2 separate regions of the Sus scrofa genome follow, and region 1 is linked to region 2. The links are chromatin contacts, called in public Hi-C maps. All regions are on one chromosome and are shown on one strand. The core of a region is the stretch at or near the end of the contact, and the rest is flanking DNA. Distances in the headings are between cores, read along the strand shown.

What was found. Hi-C and Micro-C count contacts between places; a contact is called where the count stands out from the background.
Region 1: a contact with region 2 is called in a Hi-C map of epiblast stem cells, with 2.1 times the contacts expected there. The contact joins two enhancer-like sites. A contact is called at or near these places in 1 of 5 promoter capture datasets (liver), 18 of 47 Hi-C or Micro-C datasets (alveolar macrophages, embryonic fibroblasts, epiblast stem cells and 11 more) and 2 of 2 datasets of contacts at active chromatin or transcription factors (alveolar macrophages and skeletal muscle).

Annotation. Positions count from the first base shown.
Region 1 is chr6:69,381,522-69,385,886 of Sscrofa11.1, forward strand. It overlaps ENO1 (alpha-enolase), which reads right to left. Exons shown (of 12, transcript XM_021095279.1): 12 at 4,358-4,365. Among named protein-coding and RNA genes, the nearest start is that of ENO1, 18 kb to the right of the region's middle. Within about 2 kb of position 2,005, at least 8 of the 83 cell types and tissues checked have an H3K27ac peak or open chromatin away from gene starts, as enhancers often do. A contact at or near this core is called in epiblast stem cells, where this site is marked.
Region 2 is chr6:69,132,789-69,136,767 of Sscrofa11.1, forward strand. All of the region lies in intron 4 of RERE (arginine-glutamic acid dipeptide repeats protein), which reads right to left. Among named protein-coding and RNA genes, the nearest start is that of RERE, 120 kb to the right of the region's middle. Within about 2 kb of position 2,358, at least 27 of the 83 cell types and tissues checked have an H3K27ac peak or open chromatin away from gene starts, as enhancers often do. A contact at or near this core is called in epiblast stem cells, where this site is marked.

The DNA of each region.
Region 1 (4,365 bases), core at 755-3,254, 250 kb after region 2:
TGGAAATGGGCTACCCCCTCACCGTGGAGCTTGGCAGGCGTGTGGACGAGAGCACGTCGAACTGCACCCTTCGAACAGGTGCCTGTTACTGAACGCAGTCATGCCTCGGGGGGGCAGGTTCAGCGGGTCCCCATCCTTCTAGGGCTGCTGGGAGCTTTCCGTTCCAAACTCCGTTCCTTTCTCGTGTGGTCATGGCCACAAATGCCTGATCTACGCTCTAGAGACTTTCCTCCGCTTTCCCTGTGTCCTGCACCTCGTTCTAGGTAAGTACAGCACCTGAAGGTTTAAGGGGGTCTCTTCGGGTGGGAGCCCAAGTTGATTGGACCCTTTGCTGTACTTCTTCTGTAATGAGCCATGAGCTAGTGCTCCTGGATTGTGACTGAGCCCCGTTTCACGGATTTGTTCAATGGCTCAGTGGGAGGGCCGGACTCTAAACCCAGGTCACCAGGCTCCCTCTGGGGCTGCTGTCGGGGAGCAGGTGTTGGGATCCCCACTGCAGGGAGGAGAGCTGACCACATGGAGTTCCTGGTCAGGAAGCAGACCCCTGACCGCATGGCACAGGGAACTCTCTCCAGTCTCGTGGGATAGACCGTGAGGGAAGATAAGGAATGTATATGTATGTACGACTGGGTCATTTGTTGCACAGCAGAAATTGGCACAACATTGTAAATCAACTATACCTCAATTAAAAAAAAAAAATTTGGAGTTCCCGTCGTGGCTCTGAGGTTAACGAATCCGACTACGAACCATGAGGTTGCAGGTTCGGTCCCTGGCCTTGCTCAGTGGGTTAAGGATCTGGCGTGGCCGTGAGCCGTGGTGCATGTCACAGACACAGCTTCGATCCCAAGTTGCTGTGGCTGTGGTGTAGGCCAGCGGCTACAGCTCCGATTTGACCCTTAGCCTGGGAACCTCCATATGCCTCAGGTGCAGCCCTAAAAAGACCAAAAAAAAAAAAAAAAAAAAAAAAAATCTAAATGAAGCAGTGTCTCTGCAATGTGGTCCAGGAAATGCTTTGACTGCCTTTAACTGCCCTCTCCCAGCCTCAGCTGCGTTTATGAAAAATAGAATGACCAGGGCAGGGCTCTTCAGGAGAAGCTTGGCATTCTAGCCCTGCCTGGTCACCCCGCCCTGCAATCCGTTTCCTGTACTCGTGCATCTCAAGCTCCGAGTAGTGCCCTGGAGGCAGCTGGGAAACTTAACACTGGATCTTATTTTTTGGCCAGGTCTGTGGCATGTGGAAGTTCTCAGGCCAGGGTCGAACTTGGAACCTGAGCCACAGCAGTGACAAGGCTGAATCCTTAACCACTAGGATTAAGGGAACTCCCCAGAGATGTTTATTTTAAAAACGCTACATTCCTACAAACGCCTAGGATCAGAGAAATGTTTACTGGCCATCTCAAAGCCGGAGAGCTGCTTTCTGGAAATTTAGATTTAACACCACCTGTCCTGCTTCAACAGGGGCCCCAGGAGGAGGCCGATGGTTTTCGATTCTTCCTGGCTGAGCTGCCCATCTGCGTCTGTTTTGTTGCTGCTGAGTCAGAATTTGTGTTCACCATCCTCCCCTGGGGCTCGGGCGCCCAGGGCCAGTGAGGTGGCCCTGAGCCTCCTGTCCTTGGGCAGCAGATCTGAAAGGGTTAACTACACTTGCTCTGTAACCCAGATGCCTTTAACTCCTGGTCATTGTTAACTAAATGCTAATTTGCAAAGGAGTTCTCTTGTGGGACAGAGGATCTGACCCCTGTCCTGGGAACTTCCAGTCTGGGAACTTCCACGTGCGGGGCACAAGCAGCCAAAAAACCAAGAAAAAACATAGGCAAACTTGCTACTTTAAAAGCTCAGGTGAACACAAATGCTCTAGTGAGACTGTCAGGCCCAGTTCAACTCACCTCCCTCCAGTCCATTTTCAGATGAAAATCAGTCATGCGAACCTGGGGTTAGTGGTTTCGGCGGTGCCAAGAGGCTGCAGCACATCAGGTGGAAGGAGGCTTTGTCCTTACTTGAAGATGGTTTGACTTAAGACATGTTGTTGCCACGTTCACAGGTGTGGTGGCGTTGGGATGTAACTGGAGCTCTGCTAGTCAAATACTAATCCAGGTATTTCCGGGAACGTATTTTGCAGGCATAATTAAAGCCTCGTATCTGTTCCGACAGGTTATCTCGGATGATCTGGGTGGGTCTGAATCAGGTGGAAGTTCTTAAAAGCAGGTCTTATCCAAGAGAGAAATTTCACCTGTGACCATGGCATTCTGTCCTGTCATCCCTCTCTTCTGACTGGCTTCCCTGTGGATTGTTTTAAAGTGATTTTTATTTTTTCCATTATAGCTGGTTTACAGTGTTCTGTAAATTTCCTACTGTATAGCAAAGTAGCCCAGTTACACATGCATGTATACATTCTTTTTCTCACATTATTCTCCATCACAAGTGACTTGATATAGTCGCCAGTGTTATAGAGCAGGATCTCATTGCTTATCCATTCCAAACGTAATAGTTTGTATCTGTTAACCCTAGATTGCCAGTCCATCCCACTGCCCTCTGGATTTTGTTTTTTGGTTTTCTTTTTTTTTAAAGCTTTTCTTATGTTTTATTTATCTCTCACTTTTTTTTAGGGCTGCAACTGCAGCACATGGAAGTTACCAGGTTAGGGGTCCAATCTGAGTTACAGCTGCTGGCCTACACTGCAGCAACACCAGATCTGAGCCGTGTCTGCGAACTACACCACAGCTCATGGCAACCACTGAGCAAGGCCAAGGGTTGAACTCACAATCTCATGGTTCCTAGTTGGATTCATTTCGGCTGCTATGGATTTTGCCCTGATTTCCTGCCCTGTGGATTTGCTTAGCCAGATCTGCAGTCACAGAGGCCAGTTCCCTGTGATGATTTTTTTTTTGGCTACGTTATGCAATTCCCAGACCAGGGACTGAGCACCAGCTGCAGAAGTGAAAGCACCAAGTCCTAAGCACTAGGGCACCAGGGAACTCCCCATAAATCTCTTAATACATGTATGGTCTACTGGTTCTGCTCCTTGAGTTAAACCCTGACAGCAATGAAAAGAATGTCCACAAGGGGGCCTCGCCAGGTATTAAAACACATTTCAAGGGACTTGGATCAAAATTACTTTGGGGAAGAAAAATGCTAACAGACAGCAGACTTCAAGGGGCCGAGAACAACAACCTCCAAGTTCCATCCCTCGCTTGTTAATAACCGCACTGCCTCACACGGGGCTCGCCCATCACTACAACAGTGCTTTTTCTTCTGCTACTGCCTCGCACCTGCAGCACCGGACACATCCGGCAGCAGCCACGTGGAGCTCCTGTGCACTTGAACCAAGGTCGGTGAAAGTGAGGAAAGGAACTGGAGTTCAGTTCATCTAAACAGGGTTCTCCCAGGCCCTCTAGATGCCCTCTTACCTCTCCAGGGCTGTCCTGTTACCATTCTCCTACCTGTTTTCTCCAAGAATGGAGAACCCACGCCCCAGTGCCCAGGATGGTCAGCTTCTGTCTGGTTTGGACACGATCCATGACCAGGAGTCACTGCCTCCGTCCGAGATAACCTAAGAGTGCCGTGCATTTCTTTTTTTTTTTTTTTTTTTTTTGGTCTTTTTGCTTTTTCTGGGGCTGCTCCCACAGCACATGGAGGTTCCCAGGCTAGGGGTCTAATAGGAGCTGTAGCTGCTAGCCTATGCCGCAGCCACAGCCACAGCAACTTGGGATCCGAGCCGCATCTGCGACCTACACCACAGCTCACGGCAACGCTGGATCCTTAACCCACTGAGCAATGCCAGGGACCGAACCCGAAACCTCATGGTTCCTAGTCGGATTCACTAACCACTGAGCCATGATGGGAACTCCCTTTCTTTTTTTTTAGGGCTGCCATGTGTGGCATATGGATGTTCCCAGGCTAAGGGTCGAACCAGAGCCATAGTTGCCAGCCTACACCACAGCCACAGCCACGAAGGATCTGAGCCTCGCCTGCAACCTACACCAAAGTTCACAGCAACACTGGATTCCACTGAGCAAGGCCAGGGATCGAACGCACAACCTCATGGATCCTAGTCACATTCGTTTCTGCTGTGCCTCGACGGGAAGTCCCGAGAGCTCTGCATTTCTATTTTCTCCCAAATAACATGTCTAAACGTGAAGTTGGGCTCGGGCTCCCAGTGCTGCCCCAGCTTCTGCAGAAGGGGGGACGCTGCGCACCCCCAACCTGCCCTTCCCGTGATTTAGCAACGTCCTCCAAGCTCCTTTCTCAAGGTGACAGGAAGCTCTCCAAGGCCTATACCCCCAACAGGTACTCCATGAACACCCCGAGGACAGACTCCCAGACTGTTTCACACACACACACACACACACAGCATCCCTCCGGGTC
Region 2 (3,979 bases), core at 1,108-3,607:
GCTCCGACTAGACCCCTAGCCTGGGAACCTCCATATGCTGCGGCTGCAGCCCTAAAAAGACAAAAAAAAAGGAAGAACTCTGTGCCGCAGACCTCCAAAATCCTCCGAAAGATTCAAAACTTTAACTATCACATTATTTTAGAAATAAAAGTTAACCAAGCTACATCACAGATTTTGCTAATAAAAAACTGATGCTGACATACCTTGAAAAGATTTCATTGAGTCAACATGGACTTTATAGAAGTGGTTCTCAAACTCAGGAATCCATATTTTCACCACAATTATTGAGGAATTCAGAGAGCTTTTGTTTATATGGGTTATAGCCTATGAATATGTATTATATTAGAAAAGAAATAAGGAAAAATTTTAGACATTTTTACAAACTCATTTAATGATAATAACCCCATTACATGCCAATGTAAATAATTCCAAGTAACTATACTTTTAAAACGAACAATTTAGGAAGCAAGTAATACTTATGTTTTTATAAATCTCTCTTATGTTTGGCTTAAGAAAACAGATTCTTATATCTGATCTTTTATTCAACCTTTTATTCAGCACACATCATTTAGCCTTTGTAAAGCTCCACTGCACACTCATGAGAGAATGAGAGTGAAAAAGGCAGAGGATGCCTTGGTACAATCATGAACGAGCTTGACCCCACAGACGCATGGACCACACTGAGAACAGCTGCTCCTCAGAAGGCATGAACAAGCTCATGGAGTCCCGGATGCCCTCCTCTCCCTGGTGGCTGAAGCAGTTTCCACAGGCTCCCCCAACGGAGCCATGGCGGGAGATGTTAGGGCAAACATGCATTTAGAAGTGAGATACTAGGTAAAATAGAAGATTTTATTTTTATGTATGCCATCAGATAGTCCCAGAGTGGGCAGGAAGTGAAATTCCTGTTAAAAAGAGAAGAAAATCTAGGTAAGAAGATTCTTGTTTCAATGTAAGAGTTTTCCTTCTAAAGTGTGAGCTCGTGATATTGAGAAATATTTAAAATTGATCCAAACCAGATTATAAATAGGTCTATGCTAAAGAGGCACACTTCAAAACAACGGTGACCTATATAAAGCTGAAAGCACGCAAGCAGAAAATCGGTAGTAACCTGGGCAACTTTTATTTAGCAATCCGCCATGCCAGGCAACATCATGGCCAGTTCAGAAACGGCGATGCCTCCGAAGAAAACCCAAACAACATGAACTTTTAAGGGAAAGAAACAAGACTTTTAGCTTACAATACTGTCCTCAACCATCATTCATCTTACACAGAGATGGAACACACCCATTTCCTGTGAATCCAGCATTTCCTCTCCTTCTAGCTAATAATCCTTCTATACCATTGTTCTCCGGATTAAACTGCAAAATGTAGAGCTGGTAACACCATAAAATAAAAATGCCTTTTAGTGGCACCAAGATTTTTAGAATTAAGTATTTGACTTTTAAGGAACACTAACAATAGAGATTCAAAAATTATTTAAATTTAAATAAAGTCAGCCTACATTAATAATAAGAATCCAACTACGGCTAGCAAACATGTTCAACTTACCAATAAAAGAATTCAGATAATTTGGTTTAAAAGAGGGAAATCAGTAGGAATCCTAAAGATTTACATGTTGCTATTTTACCTTATGTGACCCAGGCTGTCTTGTCTTGAGCATCTTATTTATTCTTCTCTCCTTTTTGTCTTAAACCGAAAGAAAGACTGTAACCTTTAATACCGGTTAGTCTATTTATAACTGTTCCATCTACAACCATTTTCCTACTACAAACATGCCCTGATAGCTTATCTCAGTCCACAAGCCAGACAACAAAGGCCTGCTGGCCTGCTGGAGGAGAAATGGAGAGCAGGAAATGAGAAGGCTTAGTTAATCCCCAGATAATCGATCGGTGTATTCAGTCAAGTATGAGCTGGGCTGAGGAAATGCTGCTTTTAAAAAAAAGAAAGGAAGAAAATCAAAGAGCACATGACCAGGGCCACAGTTCATTTTAAAACAGATAATTTCTGACAAGCATATATCCCATCACATTCAAGCACTAATACAACTTATATAAATGTTAATATCATTTGAAGAAAAACCTTTTCTCCTTAAAATCCTTCATCCTCTATCCTTTTTCAGAAACGTTTTAATTTGGGGGTTTTGTTTTATTGTTTTAGTTTTGGTTCATCTGTTTGGGTTCTTTTCCCCCTAAATCTGCTTTACTGAGGATATAATTTACACACAGTAAAACTGTGTTTGACAAATGCGTTGTGTAACCACAACCACAATCAAGATGGGGAATATTCCATTACCACAAAAAGATTAACTTCCTTTTGAATTGATGCGTCCACTCTGCTGAAAAAGCTTTAGTGCCAGGGAACCTTAGAAAAATGTTCTACTCTCAATTCCTGCCTCCGTGTTAACACGCAGCGACGTTCGCATGGAGAAAAACAGCTCTGAGTCAGCTGTGGCCCTTCCTTCCCCCGGCTGAAGCTAAAGACCACGACGGAACACAGCCCCGTGTGCTTCCACATCGAATAATGAGCTCGTTCAAACTTTGCCACTGAGATTTTAAATCTTCCAAAATCCCAGAATATTATAGCAGTTACAGTTATAATAGCTATGGGAGTGAAAATTTTTTTGAATTAATTTTACACAGTACAATCTCCTCAAATCATGTAACCAGTTTTCAATGAGCTTCTACCAGGTCTCAGACCACTGTTCTGGAAAAGATACTGAGGATTCAGGAGAGAAGAAAGTCCCAGGGTTGGCAGAGCTAACAGCCCACGGAAGGACAAATCCTCTGCCAATCTCTCCGTCCTTCAGAAAGGAAAAGAGGTTAGGTGCTTACAAAAAAAGCCACTAGCCATGAAAATTGCCACTTAGTAATCATATAATCCTAGTAACATTTCTTCTACTTTATTCAGTCTCTCTGGATATTGTTTTCCTTAAAAATATCTGTCTTCTCAAAAAGTCCTGAGGGTGGCAAGAAAAAGCTACTATGAATGCCTGCTTCACACAGAGAAGGGGGCTGAAAACCCTGGTAAACCCATACCCCACTTGCTCCGTCCAGTGTGGCGTGGAGATGGGCACGCGCCATCAGCCTCCACACGGCGGCCCCTGAGCAGAGCTGGGCGTGGAGACCCGGAGCGGAGCGAGGCACCCCGTGCTCCAGGAAACCAGAGGGCAGCTCCTCAAAGAGCGAGCTATTTTCAGGGGCCCGATTCCTGCATCTCCTCATCTCTAGAAAAACACGAAAATCCTTCATGGTGACGTCTGCTCCTTGTGACTGGTAGTAACTCAGGTGGAAATTAAAGGAAGGCCTAAGAAAGAATAACCCCGCATGACTCACTGACCCAGTGGACCCGGACCTGCCGTCTCCACTGAATCGCACCTCCACAGGCGAAGCAACCAAGACCAGGAAGCGGCTGACTTTCCAAGGACAAACAAAGCTCAATTTTTATGCCATGATCTCGACTGCCACCCTGGACCTACAGAACGCAGCACATGACCCCAGCCTGATGCTCTCCCAGTGGCAGGGCGGAGGAGACTCTGTGAATCTCCTGCCCAGGGCTCCCGGCCACTCTGCTAGTCAATAAATCCTGCTTGAGATCTCACTGCTCTGCTCAACTGTCTGACTGTCCCAGGCGCCCTAACTGTAACCTTCATGAGACCAGCAAGAAACTTTGCCAACAGTGTGCCTGGCTGCACGCACCTCCTCTCATCTTAATAATTCCCCTGCCTCTCTGGGCAGTATTTCAGTCATCTGCGAAACACAGCCACCTCCAAGGGTGAGCCGGGGCGCCCAGAGGGCTGTGAAAACTCAGGATCCTGGCCCCAGTAGCGGAGGTGCACATCAAAGGAATGGTGTGGGGGAGCCCAGGCCTCTTTTGGTCCTGCTCCCTGTCCTTTGCTGCAAAAACTCCAAGACATCCTAGCTCCCACCTCACCTCCCCACAGTGGTTTTTCAGGGCTACCTGAGATGCTGTCTCCAGGACT